2 separate regions of the Sus scrofa genome follow, and region 2 is linked to region 1. The links are chromatin contacts, called in public HiChIP or PLAC-seq maps. All regions are on one chromosome and are shown on one strand. Each heading gives the region's core, a stretch centred on a gene start, on an enhancer-like site or on the middle of the called end of the contact. The rest is flanking DNA. Distances are from core to core; before and after follow the strand shown.

Region 1 (4,749 bases), core at 1,127-3,626:
GAATCTCTGACCTTTTCATGGGGAGTTGAGTGGTGAGATAACTACTTAAGAGTTTTATCAGAGACAACTTTCCTACCTTTTAAAAATCACTTGCCACTAATAATGCTTTCTTTTGTCATTTCTTCATTTCCATAATTTTAATCTAACCTCCACTTTTTATCAATGTGAAAACACACAGTTCTGCTCACCCAGCTGCTTGGTACAAGAATGGTGGGCTGAGCTCTGAGTCATGGGGATCACCCACTGAGACACAGCAGCAGCAGCAGCAGCAGCATTCACTCATGGAGTGAAGCCACTCTGCCAGGCCCCCCACCAGGTGCCAGGGAGCCATCAGGGCATGGGACAGGGGTCCCTGGCCTCTTTGAGGTTGTGTCCTTATAGGCTGTGCCATGGAAGTGCCTTTCTTAAACCCTCTTGCTGAAAATCACTACCTTCCCCTGCAAATAAAACAAAGTACCAGCAGAAATTTCCTTTTCCCTGAATTGGAATAGACTGTAATAAACAATTTCTCAGGAGCCAGAAAGACAAAAAGAAAGGAACCCTGGGGCAGGAGACATGGGTCAGTGTCCCTTCCTGTGATTCTCCTGAGCTGAGGGTATTTAAAGAGCCCACTGAGGCAGCTCCCTAAGAGCCACCACTCTCAGTAAAAGGGTATTTTCCAAAGGTGGCAGAGGGTCCTGGCTGTGCACCTGGAACAGATGCATTCAGGGCCCTACACAGAATTGCTTATACAATTCCTGAGGCCTATTCCTTGGGTTGGAGCAGTGCCTCCCCCTGCTTACCTAGTCCTGCCCTCCCAGCGGTTGTATGCACAGGATCTTATCTGTCTCATCCTGATGGCACTTCTTAGTCTGAGTGTGTCTTTTCCTTGCTCTTGGTACCATTTTCATTGGAGAGCTGCCCAGAGCTCCTTCTCACACAGAATAATCATCAAATACAAACAGTAGGGAGCTAAGTTTTCTTTAATCTTTGGAAAACAAAAGATTCGGCCTGAAATTATGACAAGTAACTTGTGAATTGTTCTGTTTTCTAGGTCTCCAGAGTTCTCGAAGCAACCCTTCCATCCAGGCCACGCTCAATAAGACAGCGCTTTCCTCTTCCCTCAATAGCCACCCACAGGCATCCGCTCCCAGCGCCTCTGCCCTTCACCCTTCACTCCGCCTCTTCTCCCTCAGCAACCCATCTCTTTCCACCACAAACCTGAGCGGCCCCTCTCGGCGTAGGCAGCCTCCTGTCAGCCCCCTCACACTTTCTCCTGGCCCTGAAGCACATCAAGGTTTCAGCAGACAGCTCTCTTCAACCAGCCCACTGAACCCATATCCTGCCTCACAGGTAAAAGCAAACAAACTGAAACTGACTGAAGCATATAGGAATTGGCCTGGGTCCTCACACCAGCCATTGTCCACAAGGTCTCCAATGCAGTCAGTTCTCACTTCTATGTAAAATTAAAGAATTCAGGATGCACTAATGCTTTTCTGATAGCAGATTTGTTGTATTGATTGCTCTTAGGCAAACACTGAACAGTTTGCAGTATTAACTCATGAAGTTGGGGGTTAGAAGAAAGGGTAGGGTGTAGAGGATATAGTCCAGGTAAGTCTAAGATAGCTGGGATTTTAAATTTGGTGTGGAAAATCAATAATTGACTCTCTGAAAAAAAGGGGGGGTTCCCACTGTAGCTCAGTGGGTTAAGGACCTGGTGTTGCCACAGCTGTGGTGTAGGTTGCAGCTGCAGCTCAGATTTGATTCCTGGCCTGGGAACTTCCATATGCTGCAGGTGCAGCCAAAAAAAAAAAGGACTCTATGAGTACTTTAAGCCATAAAGGAAAGCTGAGGAAGACATTTAAGTACCTTCCTGAGGCTTTGATATTGGATTAGACCTCCTCCCTAAGTATGATGACAGATTGAAGAAACAGTGCCTCTGGAGTTCCCTGGTGGCTCAGCAGGTTAAGGACCTGGCACTTGTGCTGTCCAAGCTATGGCTGGGGTTGCTGCTGTGGCATGGGTTCAATTCATGGCCCTGGGATTTCTGCACGCTGCAAGTGCAGCCAAAAAAAAAAAGAGAGAGAGAGAGAAAGAAAGGATGCTTCTATTGTTGCTGAAACACTAGGTACAATAGGGATTATATATGTATAAAAGAACCTGAAGAAGTCTGTTTAGAAAGAGGTACATTTTGAAGACTGTTACAGAAATTTAGGGTGGAAACATCATATTTTGACTTGTTGACTTTGTTTTTATTCTAAGATCTTAGGGTGGTTCTCCTTACCACGGTCATCAATGAATATGTTTTTAACCTGTTGGTCACTCCCTAGATACATTATAACATAGCTTACTCACCACTTCACTATAAATGAGTAATGATTTAGCACGAAAGAGCTGACAGAACACAACGGAAGGAGTTAGCAGATCCAGTTATTAGTCATTCTTTACCAATTATGAACTACGAGAGCTTCATTATATGAGTAATCCCTTTCGGGAGAGGGTAAGAGGATATTTCATAATCTTTTTTTTTTTTTAATGGTTCTTTTTCTATTATTGGATTGCCTTTAATTCTACATTGCAGATTATTTTATAGGATATAAAAATATTACTTTTGCTTTCTAGCTACATTTTAAGGAGACTGTAGGGATAGAGAGCATCCTTTTTCAGATGTTTTCATTTTTTGCTTAATATTTAGATTTTTTTTTTAAATCAATGTCACATTACTTGTGCACATAGTTTAAAAAGTCCCAATAGTTCTAAAGGGCTTGTTATGAAATAACAGTGTCTTCCCTTCCTCACAGCCATATTTCTCAGTGCCTGGAGATGGCTGCTTTCCACTATTTTAGCCAATCTCTTTGGTATAACAGTGTTATTTCATGCTTATTTTGTTCTAGATTTTTAGTATTAGGTATTATTGAATGACATCCGACATGAAAGATTAGGATTTAGTTCTCTTTCAACTCTCCCAGCCCTCTTACCCGGCAACACCTCCCCCCACCCCCCATGCATATTTCCTTCTCACTCTCCTCAGCTTAACAGTGTGGTTCAGTACAGTTTTGGTTAGAGCAGTGCTCAGTGTTTTCATGGTTATAATAATGCAATCAGAGTTGAATTATAGTGTTTACTATGAAATAACAAAACGAACATCTTTTTCTCCTGGGAGTTAATAAACGTCTTACTTGTTTCTTAGTCTGGTTTTACTCTGTGTGTATTACTTACTCAGTCCTAAACTCTCGGGATTGGGTCGATCTCTCAATACAGTTAAAAACAAATCTGCCGACAGCTTTATAAGAGTACATGTGACCTGGCATGACTTAAATGGATCTTCCTTCTGCGCACCATTTAGCTAATAATTGACCAAGTATAGAATTCAAAATCGCAATAATTTCTCTGGAAATTTTGAAGGTATTAATCCATTACCTTTTGTTTCTAGAGTCGTTGAGAAATCCAGTGCCATTCTGATTAATACTTGGAGTGAAAACTCCTTTTCTTCCTCAAGCTTGTAGGATCTTTTTGTTCCTGCTGTTATGAAACTTCAAGATGATGTGGCTTGATAAGAATCTGACTATTTGATGGATTTCTTCAACCTGGAAATTCATTTCCCTCATTTCTGGGAAATTTTCCTTAATTATTTCTTTGATGATTTCTTCTCCTCAGTTTCCCCTGTTCTCTCTTGAATGTATTAGTATTGGACAGCTACTTTTTTTCTCATTTTTTTATTTTTTCCTCCCTTCTTTTCTATCTCTTTTTTTCCCCCGGCTTTCTGGACGTTTCTCAGCATTATCTTCAACCCTTATGCTGAGGGTCTCATTTCTGCTCTCATACTTTTAAATTGCCAAGAATGTTTTGTTGTTGTTATTCTCTGAATATTCCTTTTTTATAGCATAAAACTTACTCCATAGATGCAATATCATCTTTGATCTTTCTGGGATTTTTAGTGGTAATTTTTGTTTCAGTTTCCTTTATTTTTTGTTATAGAGATTTTTCCAAATTGCATTAGAAGTAGAGAACATAATATAATGAATTCTTCCATACCCACCATCCACCCTCAATAATTACGAACATTTTTGTAATCTTGTTTTATCCATATCCCTACTTTAAAAAAATGCATATAGAGGTACATATTACAAGTGTTTTAACATGTATTTATAACAGATAAGAGTGTGTGTGTGTATGTGTGTTTAGGACTGCACCCACAACATATGGAGGTTCTCAGGCTAGGGGTCGAATTGGAGCTGTAGCTGCCGGCCCACATCACAGCCACAGCAACACAGGATCCGAGCCATGTCTGCGACCTACACCACAGCTCACAGCAACACCGGATCCTTAACTCACTGAGCCAGGCCAGGGATCAAACCTGCATCCTCATGAATACTAGTCAGATTTGTTTCTGCTGAGCCATGACAGGAACTCCTTTTTTTTTTTTTTTTTTTTTTAACAGATAAAGGTTTTTTAATAGCCCTAAATATTATAATGACAATTTTGTTTTTCATGACCGCTACTCCCTCCCTAGATTTCTCCAAGTTTCTTTTCTCTGTCTTCGGTCCCTGGCTTTCATTCAGATGCTTTCCTCATGGTCTGGTGATCCTTGTCACTCTGCTCATATTTAAGAACAGGACACACACACACCAAAACTGACTGGAAGCTCTGCGTGGCCGGGTGGGCTTGTTGTGTCTGGTCTTCACTGCAGAGTGATCTAGCTCAGCCATTTCCTTGGGGAAATGCAATTTTCTCCTAGGCTGGTCAGATCCCCATAGGGTACCATCCTGA
Region 2 (4,749 bases), core at 1,214-3,713, 180 kb after region 1:
GTGACCATGTAAACACATGGTCATAGTGTCCAGCACCCCTTAAAGATTAAGAGACCCTGCCTAAGAGAAGCTGAAGACCTCCCTGGACAGTACAGCCCCTCCCAAGAACACTGCGGCGCCCTGAAACAAAAACCTGGGACAAAGATGGGAGCAGTCCTTGGAGTTCCCGTCGTGGCTCAGTGGTTAACAAATCTGACTAGGAACCATGAGGTTGCGGGCTCAATCCCTGGCCTTGCTCAGTGGGTTAAGGATCTGGCGTTGCCGTGAGCTGTGGTGTAGGTTGCAGACAAGGCTCGGATCTGGCGTTGCTGTGGCTCTGGCGTAGACCAGCGGCTACAGCTCCGATTCGACCCCTAGCCTGGGAACCTCCATATGCCGCGGGAGCGGCCCAAGAAATGGCAAAAACCAAAAAAAAAAAAAAAAAAAAAAAAAAGATGGGAGCAGTCCAGATCTGCATCTCCTTCCCTGAGAGGTAAGCCTTCTCCAAGGTGAGGAGAGAACCACCCTAAAATGGTGAGAGCAAACTAGGAAGGGTAAAACCCCAGGCAACCAAGTCTGAAGACAGTCGTGATGGCACCTGCCTACGTTCTCGCGAGATCAGCCTCCGGGAAGATGGAGTCAGAGGCTCCACCGCAGACGAAGCCAGTGGCGCTCCGCGGGGTGGCCGGGGCAGCCGAGGGATGGGGCGTGGAGGGGCGTACGGAGTCGGTGGTGCTGCTCAGACTGTAACAGTGGACAGAGCTACAGAACCGAACCAGGTAAGCCCGGGCTCCAGGGAGCGAAAGCCCCACGAGCTCTGCACTTCCCTTAGCCCTGCTTCTTCATCTGAAAAACGGGATTCTGTGGTTGGTGGTAGCTTCCTGGCCTGTCCCCTCCCTGGCTTGCTGTCAAGAGCCAAGTAGCCCGTGACTGTGGCCATGTGTTCAAGGTTGCCTCAGCAGCAGCTGCGGCCTGGGCGGTCTGGGTCTGAATCCCGAGTTGGTGCTTCCTCCCTGGGCACTCCTGTGTCCACTAGGGTCCGGATGGTCCTGCCACCGGCGTGTTTCCTGTACCTCCCAGTGTGTGGCAGGCACTGGGCAGCCACCCAGCCACCGTCATGATTCACACACTCCCGGAGACGCACTCCAGGTCAGGGCTGGGAGAGGAGGAGGCGGGGGTTCAGCAAGGAAAGATCAGAAGCGTCCAGGGGAGAAATTAAGTTGCAGCTCTAGGAGTTTCTGCCGTGGCTCAGCGGTAACAAACCCAACTAGTTAGTATCCATGAGGAGGCAGATTCGATCCCTAGCCTCACTCAGTGGGTGAAGGATCTGGCGCTGCCGTGAGCTGTGGTGTAGGTCGAAGACACAGCTAAGATCTGGTGTTGCTGTGGTGTCGGCGGGCAGCTACAGCTCTGATTCGACCCCTAGCCTAGGAATTTCCATATGCGGTGGGTGTGGCCCTAAAAAACAAAATAATAATAATAGTAATAAATTGCAGCTCTATGGAACAATCAGGTTCCTTTTCCCCATCTCCTCACAAAAATACTCCAACAGAATATTTCTTGTTTCCTTGTGGATTGGATCCATTTTGAGCTTCGCTACCAAGAGCCCCTGCTTCTGCAGGAATCAACCCTCCCCACAATCTGAGAGAGGGTCCTGTTGCTCCCAGAGGCAGCTGAGCCTGAAACCAGTCAGGGCCAGGCCCTCATTCTCTGGCCTGATGTCACCTGGCTGGTGGGGCAAGATGAGAACAGGCCAGGGGCTGACAATACCCAGGACAGCCCAAGGGTCCCAGCCTGTCCTCCTGATGGAATGTCAAGCCGCACCACCCAGTCCTGGCCTAAACTGCTTGGGGCAGAAAGGCCCAGCCCAGTGCTAATCCCAGGTTCTCCACCTGTTCTGATTCTGTTTCCTTGCCAGGTCCTGGGCTCATGCCGAGAGCCTGATTTCTGGGAAGTGGAAGAGTAGGGTGAGGCAGGCATGAGGGGCTATGCGGTCACTCCTTCTGGCAGGCTGGGATTGGTGCTGTGCCTCCTGTGGCCACCCTCCCCTCAAGACACTCCTGGTCAAAGTTCCCCAGGGGAAGAGCCACAGTCATACCCCCTCCTCAAGGAGGCTGCTCATGCCACTGGCAAAGACCTTCTTGCCCTTGGAGATGGGCTACCCTGATCCGGAGGCCCCAGATCTGGGGTTGGCATTTCCTGTTCTTCAAACCTGTCTGTTCAGTCCTTTAAACCTGTTGCTGACTTGCTGTGTGACCTTGGGCAAGTCACTTCCCCTCTCTGGGCCTCAGGCTTTACCAATAGAATGAATGATCCAGTCTGCCCACCTACTGGGACATTCCAAAACTGTGAAATGTTCATCACCATGTGATCTTATGTAATCAGAGCCGCATTCCTTTAATTTGACAAAAATGCACATGGTCCCGATGGGTGACTCAGCAGTCCTCAGCTCTGGCCTGGACACCCACGTCGCTTGGGGTGGGGAGGAACAGGTCCTACCCAGACCCACAGAATCAGAGTCTCTGGGCCTCTGGGCCTCTGGGTGGGCAGGACTTAGAGATTTGCATTTTTAAGAGGCCGCCTGGGGAGTCCCCATTGGCCCAGTAGGTTAAGGATCTGGCGATGTCATTGCTGTGGCTTGGGTTGCTGCTGTGGCTCAGATTTGATCCCTGGCCCAGGAGCTTCTGCATCCCATGTGCATGGCCAAAAAAAAAAAAAAAAAAGAAGAAGAAAAAGCTGCCTAGGAGGTCAGACTTTAAAGGGCAGGAGAACCTAGACTCTCGCTACCCCAGTACTTGACAAGATGAGTAATAGCACAGTGGCAACTTGTTTATAAAGAAAATGAGCCAACACACTGAGCAGACAATCTCCACAGCGGTGGCCTTTGGTGCCCTCTGCCCTCATGGATCCTGAGCGGCCAGGGACATGGGAGCAGGACACAGTCCTGGCCAGGCAGAGGGGGCTGGGGTGCAGGGTGTGTAAGAGGCAGCAGGAAACGGAAGGCCTGCACCCTCAGCAAGAGTGGCCTCCGTGGGGGAAGTCTCCCCGCCCACCCCTGCACATTTGAGCTCCTGAAAAGCAGGTTGAAAACCACACAGCTCTCCCAACTGTCCCTCCAAGGGAAGGCAGCCTGGTTCCCCTGTGAGAAGTAGAGGGTCTGCAGGAGATGCTCGAGTTAACTGAGCAAGGTGAAAAGAACACCCAAGGCTACTCTGCCAACTGCCATGAAGAGGCTGGCAATCACTGGAGGGCGTGGCTGGAAGGGGATGGGGCCAAGGATCAGAGGCAGCTTCCCTGAAACTAATAGCTTCAGGACAGGAGTTCCCATCATGGCTCGGCAGAAACGAATCTGAGCAGCATCCATGAGGACACAGGTTCCATCCCTGGCCTCGCTCAGTGGGTTGAGGATCTGGCATTGCTGTGAGCTGTGGTGTAGGCCGGCGGCTACAGCTCTGATTTGACTCCTAGCCTGGGGACCTCCATATGCCATGGATGCAGCCCTAAAAAGACCAGAAAAAAAAAAAAAAAAAAAAAAGCTTCAGAACAGAGAAAAGCTAATGAGAATATGAGTTGGTTATGAAAAAAAAAAAAAAAAAATAGGCATTCCCCGTTGTGGCACAGTGGAAACGAACATGACTAGTATCCATGAGGATGAGGGTTCAATCCCTGGCCTCACTCAGTGGGTTAAGGGTCTGGCATTGTGGTGACTGTGGTATAGGCTGGCAGCTGCAATTCTGATTCCACCCCTAGCCTGGGAACCTCCACATGCCTTTGGTCTGGACCTAAAATGCAAAAAAAAAAAAAAAAAAAAAAAAAAAAAAAGGCACAAAGAAGAGATAACTTTAAAATAGCATCAGGATTAAAAAAATAAATAAATAAAATAAAAATTAAAATAAAAAAATAAAATAGCATCAGGAGATGCAAAAAGAGCTTGAGGAGAGGAGGCGGCCCACTGAGGATCCGAGCAGGACCACTGCACATCTAAAAAACGGCCTCATGACACACTTCAGAGAGAGAAGACCCATAAATTCAAACGATTAGAGAGATGATCATTATGGAACCCCGACCTTCCAGCCTAAGAGGGTGGGAGTCCCTGAAGTAGATTATCCAACAGGTAAAGCAAAACAATATTTAGAGATAGGAGTTCCTGTCGTGGTGCAGTGGAAATGAATCCGACTAGGAACCATGAGGTTGCAGGTTCTATCCCTGGCCTCGCTCAATGGGTTAAGGATCCGGTGTTGCCGTGAGCTGTGGTGTAGGTCGAAGACGAGGCTCGGATCCTACATTGCTGTGTCTGTGGTGTAGGCCGGCGGCTACAGCTCCATTTGACCTGTAGCCTGAGAACCTCCATATGCTTTGGGTACAGCCCTAAAAAGACAAAAGACCAAAAAAAAAAAATTTAGAGAAACTCTCCCTGAGCGAAGGAAGAACCAGTTATGTGGACTCAGAGAGCACAAGAGGAATTCAGACTGATCACCATCAAGGGGAATCTTGATGTCACTTATATTTGGAATCTAATACATGGCACAAATGAACCTTTCCACAGAAAAGAAACTCATGAACTTGGAGAACAGACTTTTGGTTGCCAAGGGGGAGGGAGCAGGATGGATTGGGAACTTGGGGTTAATAGATGCAGACTATTGCCTTTGGAATGGATTAGCAATGAGATCCTGCTGTGTAGCTCTGGAAAGTATGTCTGGTCACTTATGATGGAGCCTGATAATGTGAGAAAATAGAATGTGTACATGTATGTGTAACTGGGTCACCATT

What was found. HiChIP or PLAC-seq counts read pairs in DNA pulled down with a chosen protein or histone mark.
Region 2: an H3K27ac HiChIP or PLAC-seq map of alveolar macrophages shows a contact between it and region 1. The contact joins two enhancer-like sites. A contact is called at or near these places in 1 of 5 promoter capture datasets (liver), 1 of 47 Hi-C or Micro-C datasets (embryonic fibroblasts) and 1 of 2 datasets of contacts at active chromatin or transcription factors (alveolar macrophages).

The regions. Positions count from the first base shown.
Region 1 is chr7:53,243,540-53,248,288 of Sscrofa11.1, forward strand. CRTC3 (CREB-regulated transcription coactivator 3) reads left to right here. Exons shown (of 15, transcript XM_021098912.1): 11 at 1,034-1,332. Among named protein-coding and RNA genes, the nearest start is that of BLM, 98 kb to the right of the region's middle. Within about 2 kb of position 2,377, at least 7 of the 83 cell types and tissues checked have an H3K27ac peak or open chromatin away from gene starts, as enhancers often do. A contact at or near this core is called in alveolar macrophages and embryonic fibroblasts, where this site is marked.
Region 2 is chr7:53,421,783-53,426,531 of Sscrofa11.1, forward strand. No RefSeq gene overlaps it. Among named protein-coding and RNA genes, the nearest start is that of FURIN, 31 kb to the right of the region's middle. Within about 2 kb of position 2,464, at least 16 of the 83 cell types and tissues checked have an H3K27ac peak or open chromatin away from gene starts, as enhancers often do. A contact at or near this core is called in alveolar macrophages and embryonic fibroblasts, where this site is marked.